Regions from separate parts of the Sus scrofa genome. Here region 1 is linked to region 2. The links are chromatin contacts, called in public HiChIP or PLAC-seq maps. All regions are on one chromosome and are shown on one strand. The core of a region is the stretch at or near the end of the contact, and the rest is flanking DNA. Distances in the headings are between cores, read along the strand shown. Region 1 overlaps SEMA4B (semaphorin-4B). Region 2 overlaps ZNF710 (zinc finger protein 710).

What was found. HiChIP or PLAC-seq counts read pairs in DNA pulled down with a chosen protein or histone mark.
Region 1: a contact with region 2 is called in an H3K27ac HiChIP or PLAC-seq map of skeletal muscle. The contact joins two enhancer-like sites. A contact is called at or near these places in 2 of 2 datasets of contacts at active chromatin or transcription factors (alveolar macrophages and skeletal muscle).

The regions. Positions count from the first base shown.
Region 1 is chr7:55,783,932-55,787,789 of Sscrofa11.1, forward strand. SEMA4B (semaphorin-4B) reads left to right here. Exons shown (of 15, transcript XM_021098977.1): 5 at 1,756-1,854; 6 at 2,468-2,579; 7 at 2,859-2,972; 8 at 3,071-3,222. Among named protein-coding and RNA genes, the nearest start is that of CIB1, 13 kb to the right of the region's middle. Within about 2 kb of position 1,705, at least 22 of the 83 cell types and tissues checked have an H3K27ac peak or open chromatin away from gene starts, as enhancers often do. A contact at or near this core is called in skeletal muscle, where this site is marked.
Region 2 is chr7:55,616,630-55,620,858 of Sscrofa11.1, forward strand. The region is part of intron 1 of ZNF710 (zinc finger protein 710); the gene reads left to right. Among named protein-coding and RNA genes, the nearest start is that of ZNF710, 46 kb to the left of the region's middle. Within about 2 kb of position 1,367, at least 36 of the 83 cell types and tissues checked have an H3K27ac peak or open chromatin away from gene starts, as enhancers often do. A contact at or near this core is called in skeletal muscle, where this site is marked.

The DNA of each region.
Region 1 (3,858 bases), core at 455-2,954, 170 kb after region 2:
TCCACAGCATATGGAGGTTCCCAGGCTACGGATTGAATTAGAGCTGTTGCTGCTGGCCTACACCACAACCACAGCCACACCAGATCCAAGCCAAGTCTGCGACCTACGCCACAGCTCACGGCAACACCGGATCCTTAACCCACTGAGCAAGGCCAGGGATCAAACCTGAAGCCTCATGGTTCCTAGTCAGATTTGTTTCCACTGCGCCACGACGGGAACTCTAGGTATGGGTTTGATCCCTGGTTTTGCTTAGTGGGTTAAGGTTCTGGCGTTGCTGTGAGCTGTGATATAGGTCACAGACTCAGCTTGGATCCTGCATCACTATGGCTTTGGTGTAGACCAGCAGCTATAGCTCCAATTCGAACCCTAGCCTGAGAACTTCCATATGCTGTTGGTGCAGCCCTAAAAAGCAAAAAAAAAACACAAAGTTGACATTTGAGCTAAGATTAGAAGGAGGTGAAGGAGTTCACCTGGAGAGGGAACAGAATGGTGGATTTCTCTCTGAGGAAGGTGTTTGGGGAACCAAGGGGCTGAGCAGGGAAGTAAGGTGGTCTGCCATGCCTTTTTAAGGGGCCACCCTGGGGGTCGTGGTGGAGAGCAGCCTTCAAAAGCTGAGCACAGAGGGAGGGAGACTGGTGAGGGGCGAGAAATGATAGTGGTCCAGACCAGGATGGTACCAGTAAAAGAAGTGAGAAATGACCCGTACCTGGATATATATTGAAGACGAGGTCACCGGGACTTCCTGATAGAAAAATGGGGCGTGTTGAGAGAGGAGGAATTCAGGCTGGCTGTGAGGTGTGGGGCCTGAGGAACTTAGAAGACAGAGTTACCTTCTTTCTTTTGTTTTTTTGTTTTTTTAGCTGCACCCACGGCATATGGAGGTTCCCAGGCTAGGGGTCGAATAAGCACTGCAGCTGCAGGTCTACACCATAGCCACAGCCACACAGGATCCGAGCCTCACCTGTGACCTATACCACAGCTCATGGCAACACTGCATCCTTAACCCACTGAGTGAGGCCAGGGATCAAACCTGCATCCTTATGGATACTAGTTGGGTTTATTACTGCTAAGCCACGGCAAAAACTCCCCCAAAGTTGCCTTTAAATGAAAGGGGAAGGGTCTCAGAGGAGAGAGTTTGGGGGAACAATGAGAAGCTGATAGATATCTGTTAGGTACCTTTGTGGAGGTAAGCCACAATTCTGGGGTCCAGGGTTCAAGGTGCGTGTTTCTTCTTGCTCTGGGCTTAGCTTCCTCACCAAGTGGGAACAAGGCAGCTCATCAAAAGGAAGGGATTATGGGAGCTCCCCCTGTGGTGCAACAGGATTGGCGGTGTCTTGGGAGCCCTGGGATGCAGGTTTGATCCTTGGTCTTGGCACAGTGGGTTATGGATCTGGTGTTGCCACTGCAGCTGCAGCTTGGATCTGATCCCTAGCCGGGGAACTCCATGTGCCGTGGTGAGGCCAAAAAAGGAAAAAAAAAAAAAAAAAAAAAGGAAGGATTCTGTGCCCTTGACTGTAGACCGAAGCAGAGTTTTCCAGACACAGAACTAGCTGAGCTCCAAGGTCCCCCTCCTGCATACACACACTCTGTGCTCCTCCTTCTGCCCCACAAAGCTCCTAGATTTTCCATCACTCCAGGATTTGAGTGCTGGGGAGCAGAGGCCTCCAGAGGGAGCCCCGTTTGGGTCTGGTGAGGAGGGCTCAGTGGTGCCCCCTGGTGGCTGGCTTGGGCCTGACAGCCTGTTCCCTCCTTCAGCGGGACTGTCAAAACTACATCAAGATCCTCCTGCCTCTCAACAGCAGCCACCTCTTCACCTGTGGCACAGCGGCCTTCAGCCCCGTGTGCACCTACATTGTGAGTACCCTCCTCATGCCAGGCTGGCCTGCGGCTGGCCTGGGAACTGCCCTTCCTTCTGACTCAGGGAGCTGGTGGTGACGGGCAGAGTTCAGTAGAAGGCTTCTTGGCACCAGTCCTGCCCCCTGCCCCCCCCCCCGCCCCCCGAGCCCTGATGACCAGGCTGGTCTGCAGGGGATGGGAGTGGTGCAGTGGGGTTCCCCGGGCACAAAGATCCTGGCCACCCCACCATTGCGCCCTCTCGCTTCCTCCGGCCCTCTCCCTTGCTCTCACTCCCCGCCAGCCCACCTTGTCTACCTTCCTCAACATGCACACACCTTCACAGAGGGTGGCATTTCGAGGCTGTGGGTTGGAGCACCAGCTTGGGAGTCAGACATACCTGGATTTGAATCATGTCAATGCCTTTTCATGGCTCACATCACCCTTCTAAGCCTCCTTTCCTCTCTGCCAAGTGGGGCCACAGTGGCCACCACATAGGGTCACCTCAAGACGGAGCCAGCAGCATGCCAGGGTGAAGAGGATGGCCCGTTAGACCCTTCCCTTCCCAGGGTACCCTTGTAGAGCCCACTTGCTCCCTGGCCTGCCCCTGAGCTCCCTGTCTGCTCCCCTGCAGAATGTGGAGAACTTCACTCTGGCCCAGGATGAGGCAGGGAACAGCCTCCTGGAGGATGGCAAGGGCCGCTGTCCCTTTGACCCCAATTTTAAGTCCACGGCCCTGGTGGTTGGTGAGTGTTGGGGGGCAGGGGGGCAGAATGGGCTCCCTAAGGCTCCAGATGGGAGCACGGGCAGAGAGGCAGGGTGGGCCCCAGGGCAGAGCTGGTGGGTCCACACTGCCAATCCCCAGGGAGTGCAGTGACCCCTGGCTGCCCTTGGGTTGGTTTTTCTTATTCCTCTCCCTCTTCTGTCCTTCTCAAGCACGGCGGGCAGCACTTGGGTCACTCCAGGACCTGAGTGGGAAGGGGCCGTGCCAAGGGCCTCTTCCCATGGGAATGTTCTCTTGGCAGATGGCGAGTTGTACTCTGGAACCGTCAGCAGCTTCCAGGGGAATGACCCGGCCATCTCCCGGAGCCAAAGCCTCCGCCCCACCAAGACCGAGAGCTCCCTCAACTGGCTACAAGGTGAAGTCCTCCCCACCCCCACAGTGGGCCGTCACAGGGTCCCCAGGGCAGGGGCCCTGGGCCTACCGGGCTGACTAGGCTCCCCTTGGCCCCCACAGACCCAGCATTCGTGGCCTCAGCCTATATTCCTGAGAGCCTGGGCAGCTTGCAAGGGGACGACGACAAGATCTACTTCTTCTTCAGCGAGACCGGCCAGGAGTTTGAGTTCTTTGAGAATACCATTGTGTCTCGCATCGCCCGTGTGTGCAAGGTGAGGGGGCCCAGGCACCCCGGGGGCCCCAAACGCTCCAGGTTCAGGATCAGAAGGCTCCCTACCTACCAGTGGCCTTCTCCTGGCCTTCACGAGGAAATGCTTGGCCACTGGCTTTTCTCTCTCTCCTTTTGAGTTAAAATATCACTTTTTTTTTTTTTTTTTTAATATTTAAGAAATGTGAAAATAGGAGTTACCGTTGTAGCTCAGTGGGTTACGAATCTGATAGTATCCGTGAGGGTGCAGGTTCAATCCCTGGCCTCACTCAGTGGGTTAAGGATCAAGCATTGCTGTGGCTGTGGCATAGGCTGGCCAATGCAGCTCCGATTTGACCCTTAGCCCAGGAACTTCCATATGTTACAGGTGTGGTCTTAAAAGCAAAAACAAACAAACCAACAAACAAAAACCCCATCTACAGACAAGAGTTATACTGTAATGTGATTCTTTAGCTCTCCTGTTTGCTTAGCGGTGAGCTGAGACATCTCTCCAAGTTTGGCGATATCCTCCCTGGCGCCCTTTCCTTGGCTTCCCACAGTGAAGGTGGCATGGCCATTTTTTTTCTTTCTTCTTTGTCTTTTTAGGGCCATACCCGTGGCATACGGAGCTTCCCAGGCTAGGGGTGGAATGGAAGCTGCA
Region 2 (4,229 bases), core at 117-2,616:
TCAATGCTACCTCCTCTGATAAGGCCTCCCTTAACCCACTCTCCTCCACCTCTCCAAAGCTGCACCTCCTCTGGGCCCTCCAGCCCCTGTTCTCGCCCTACCACCGCCCTCACAGCAGCTCTAAGGCTATCACCTGTCTTCTTGCCTGTTTCTCCCCCACACCAGGAGTTACTGGGCTGGGGCCAGTTCACTGTCTCCCTAGGATTACACAGGAGCTGGTGGCCACCTCGAAAGTGCTCAATAAATATTAGTTGGAATTTGCATTTGTTGGCTTGAAATGCAGGAGTGGCTCAGTGACTTTTCGGGCCCTGTGCTCCCATTTTCCACGTGCCCCTTCTCTTGGCTCCCTTGCTTGGGTCTGGAGGCCCTGCTGAGCCTGTTCCAACTTCACAACAGCCTTTCCTAGGTAAAGCCAGCAAAGGCAGTGCTTTTATTCCCGGGTCTGTGCTGCACCCTACCCCCGCCCCCACCCTCACCCTCAACCCCCTCCCCGCTAGATTGGCCTCTAGCATCTCAAGGCCTCGGATTGGTCCTCGTCACCGTTATAATCCCAGCCCATGCCACCGAGCACCGAGCTCCGCATAGACTGATTGCTCAATAGAGAGTGAGGTTGAGGCTCGCTCAATCAATCAATCAATAAACCAATCAGTCTTCCTCCACGCAGCCTCTCTGCTCCCAGGCGTTTCTCATTATCCAGCGTTCGGTTGATCAGAAGGAAAAGGAAACCTCTGCATAAAGGTGACCCCATTTCAGGTTCTGTCACGACTCATTGGATGTTGAAAGACAGGAAGAGTAAGAGAAGGGAAGACAGAGGGGAGCCAGGGATGTTCCCTGTGACCTCAGAGGGACCCTGGGAGAGCTGGTGGGTCCCTGGACTGACAGCCAGGACCCTCCTGAGTGCTGCTTGCCCTGGAGCTCAGCAGGGACCCCACACATGGTAGACACCCTGTCATCACGGATGTCTGCCCGCAGGAGGAGGGCAGGAGAGTGGAAATCCAGGCCTGTTTCAGAAGCGGGATCTGGTCTTGTTTGGGGCACCTCCATGTCTTTTAGCCTTCAATCTCAGCCAGCTCAGGGATCGCTGATCAGTGATGAGACCCCAGTGCCCGAAGAGGCCCCTCCCTTGTAAGGGCACTGATCTGACAGTTGACAGCCAGTGGAAAGGACAAACCTGCCACCCTCTCACCCTCCCAGAGTGAGGGCCTGGCCTGAGAAGGCAGCAGGCTTCCTTGAACCCCTCCCAGGAGAAGACACCGGTCCAGGCCTGATTCAAAATGTCATCACTTGCTCGTTCACTTTCCTCCTGAGCGTGCCCTGCCTCTGGGGACAGAGCAGCCACGGCCCAGGCTGGCCTCCAGCCAGAGCAGCTGCCTCGGTCAGATCCTCCTCCTCAGCCCTCCTATCCCGGCCCTCGACTCTGAGGCCAGAGCAGGAGAACCGAGAAGGCCGAGCTGCCTGAGGAGGCCCGGCCTCACCCGAGGTGTCAGCGTGGCCTCGGTCACGGCCCTGGCTCCCCCGGCACCGAATGGAATCCAGCCTGTGCCCCCTACTCGCCGGGGGGGAGCCCTTCTGGGGGTGGAGTGAGCTTCGGGGGACACCTTTAAAGGAGCCCTCAGATGCTTCTCCAGGGGAACTGCATTTATGTTTTTGTACTTTTAGGAATTAACTTGCGGTTCCCAGCCTCTCCCTCCCTCCCCAGAAAGGAGAGAAGGAGGAAGGAAGAAGGGTCTGCATTGTCCCCGTGATTGGCACCTTCTGTGAATGGGGGTCACCGCGTGGGCTGCTCCTTTTCAAGCGCCCCCTTCTCCCCACACGCTGTCCTCACACTGGAACATTCTCTCTTCAAAGCTCCTGTCTCCCTCTTGCCTTTGTACCCCTGTTCCCCTTCCCTTCGCCTCTCGCCTTTCATCCTCGGCGCCCTCGGGACGCTCTCTTCTCCTCCTCTTTTGCGCCTTTTCTTCTTCTTCTATTCAGCTCCTTTTTTTTTTTTTTTCTTTTTGCCTCCTTTTTCAAAAAATTCCTTTTTTGCCGTTTTCTTTTTGAATAGCGCTTCTGTTTTCAAGGGACGGGATGAGTTAGAGTAGTCGGTTTATTTGAGGAAAGAAAAATGTGAATGTTTTTTCATTTTTCCCCGCACTCTAAATGTATAAAAAAAAGAACCCCCCCCCCCCAGGGCTCCAACTTCCTCTGGCTTCCACTTCGAGAGGGAAGGGTGTTTCAGGGAGGTCCCCCCTATGGCAGCAGAGATGAATCCGACTAGCATCCATGAGGACGCAGGTTTGATCCCTGGCCTCTCTCAGTGGGTTGAGGATCCAGCGTCGCTGTGAGCTGTGGTGTAGGTCACACACGCCACTTGGATCTGGCGTGGTTGTGGCTGTGGTGTAGGCTGGTAGCTGCAGCTCCGATTTGACCCCTAGCCTGGGAACTTCCACATCCCCCCCCTCCCCCCGCCGAAGAAAAAGAAGGGATTGCAGACAAGAGGGAGTTGTTCATCACAGGTCAGGCAGTTCTTGCCCAGAAAGCCTTAATGGTTGGCTGCAGGCCTGGTGCTACAGCCAGCAGGACGCAGACATGGCCTTGGGCATGGATGTTCCCCCTTTCTGCCTGGCCCCAGGGAGGCCCTGGGTGAGGACCAGGGGTGGATGTGGACCCCCCAGGCCTCCCTCCCCTGTGGCCTGGGTGCCTGGCCTGCCTGACCCAGGGAGGGCCTGAGGAGACTGTGGGAACCTGGGCAAGGGCCGAGCACAAGGAGGAAGGCCCAGGTCACATGCAGCATCACCTCGCAGTTGCCTGGTGTTGCCCCAGCCCGCCCTGGAGTCCTGGAGAGGAGGCCTGAAAACTGGAGCTGACAGGAAGCTGGCAGCAGGTTAGATGGCTCCAAGGAGCCGAGTGATCCAATCCTTGGTGTTTTAGGCCAGTGTTGATTGAGTGAAGGCCTGACATCCAGGGAACGTTGCAGGGCTGAAGAGAGGCATGGGTTTGGTGACAGGCCTTGGGGGTGAGAGATGAAGCACAGGGAAGAGGTTTCTTTGGGGAAGTGAGGCTGGAAGGGGTTGTGTCCTCCCTCTGGGTCTGGATGGAACTCGCAGATATGGCCTCTGGAGACATTTGACGGCAGGGAAGGGATGGAGATACCTGACGAGCAGACACCATCCTGTGCACCGTCGACCAGCCTGGAGGTCCTGGGGCCAGGCTGGGAAGGCTACCACTGCCCACCTGGCCCCTGCCAGCCTCTTTAAGACACCTGCTGCCAAATCCACGCCTGCCAGAGCAGGCCTGGCTGCCCATCAGGTTTTTCCAGTTTGGGCAAGACCATCTCTTGACACCACATTAAGGCACCAGTAGCGCCTGGCCTGGAGATGAAAGGGGAGCCTGTCCTTTGAAGGTAGCTCGTTCCTGGCAGGGTTGGGTGTGTGTGTGTGTGTCGGGGGGAGGGGGGGTGGTTCTGCGTTTGTGACCAGGCTTGGGAAACAGAGGCGTTTTCCTGGGCACATCTGTTTCCAGGGTGACGGAGGACCTGGTGGTCAATCCCCCCATCAAGGAGCTGGCTCTTCTAGTAAGTTGCTTTGTGGTCCCAGGCAAGTTACCAAATGCTAATAATAGTAGCAAACAGGCTGCCAGGTTCAGCAGTAAGCACTTTGCATATCTTCACGTGGGAAGGCAGGTGCTATCAGCACTACTCCCACCTTAGACAGGAGAAATAGACACAACCTTGGGAGGCAGCAGAGGTGGGATTCAAACCCAGGCCTTCAGATTCCGGAGTCTGGGCTTTCAACCTATTTATTATTATTTCTTTCTCTTTTTTAATTTATTTTTTTATTTTTTGTCTTTTTAGGGCCGCACCTGAAGCATATGGAAGTTCCCAGGCTAAGGATTGAATCGGAGCTGTAGCTGCCAGCCTACACCACGGGGTCTGGGCCGCCTCTGCAACCTACACCACAGCTCACAGCAATGCTGGATCCTTAACCCATTGAGCGGGGCCAGGGATTGAGCCTGCGTCCTCGTGGATGCTAGTCAGATTTGTTTCTGCTGGGCCGCAATGGGAACTCCTCTTTCTCTTTTTTAAAGATTTTTTATTTTTTCTGTGATAGTTGATTTACAGTGTTCTGTCAATGTCTGCTGTTCAGCACAATGACCCAATCATGCATATATATATATATATATATATATATATTGTTTATTACTATTTCTAGTCCTTGCAGCCCTTCCTGGGTAAGCTGGCAATGTCA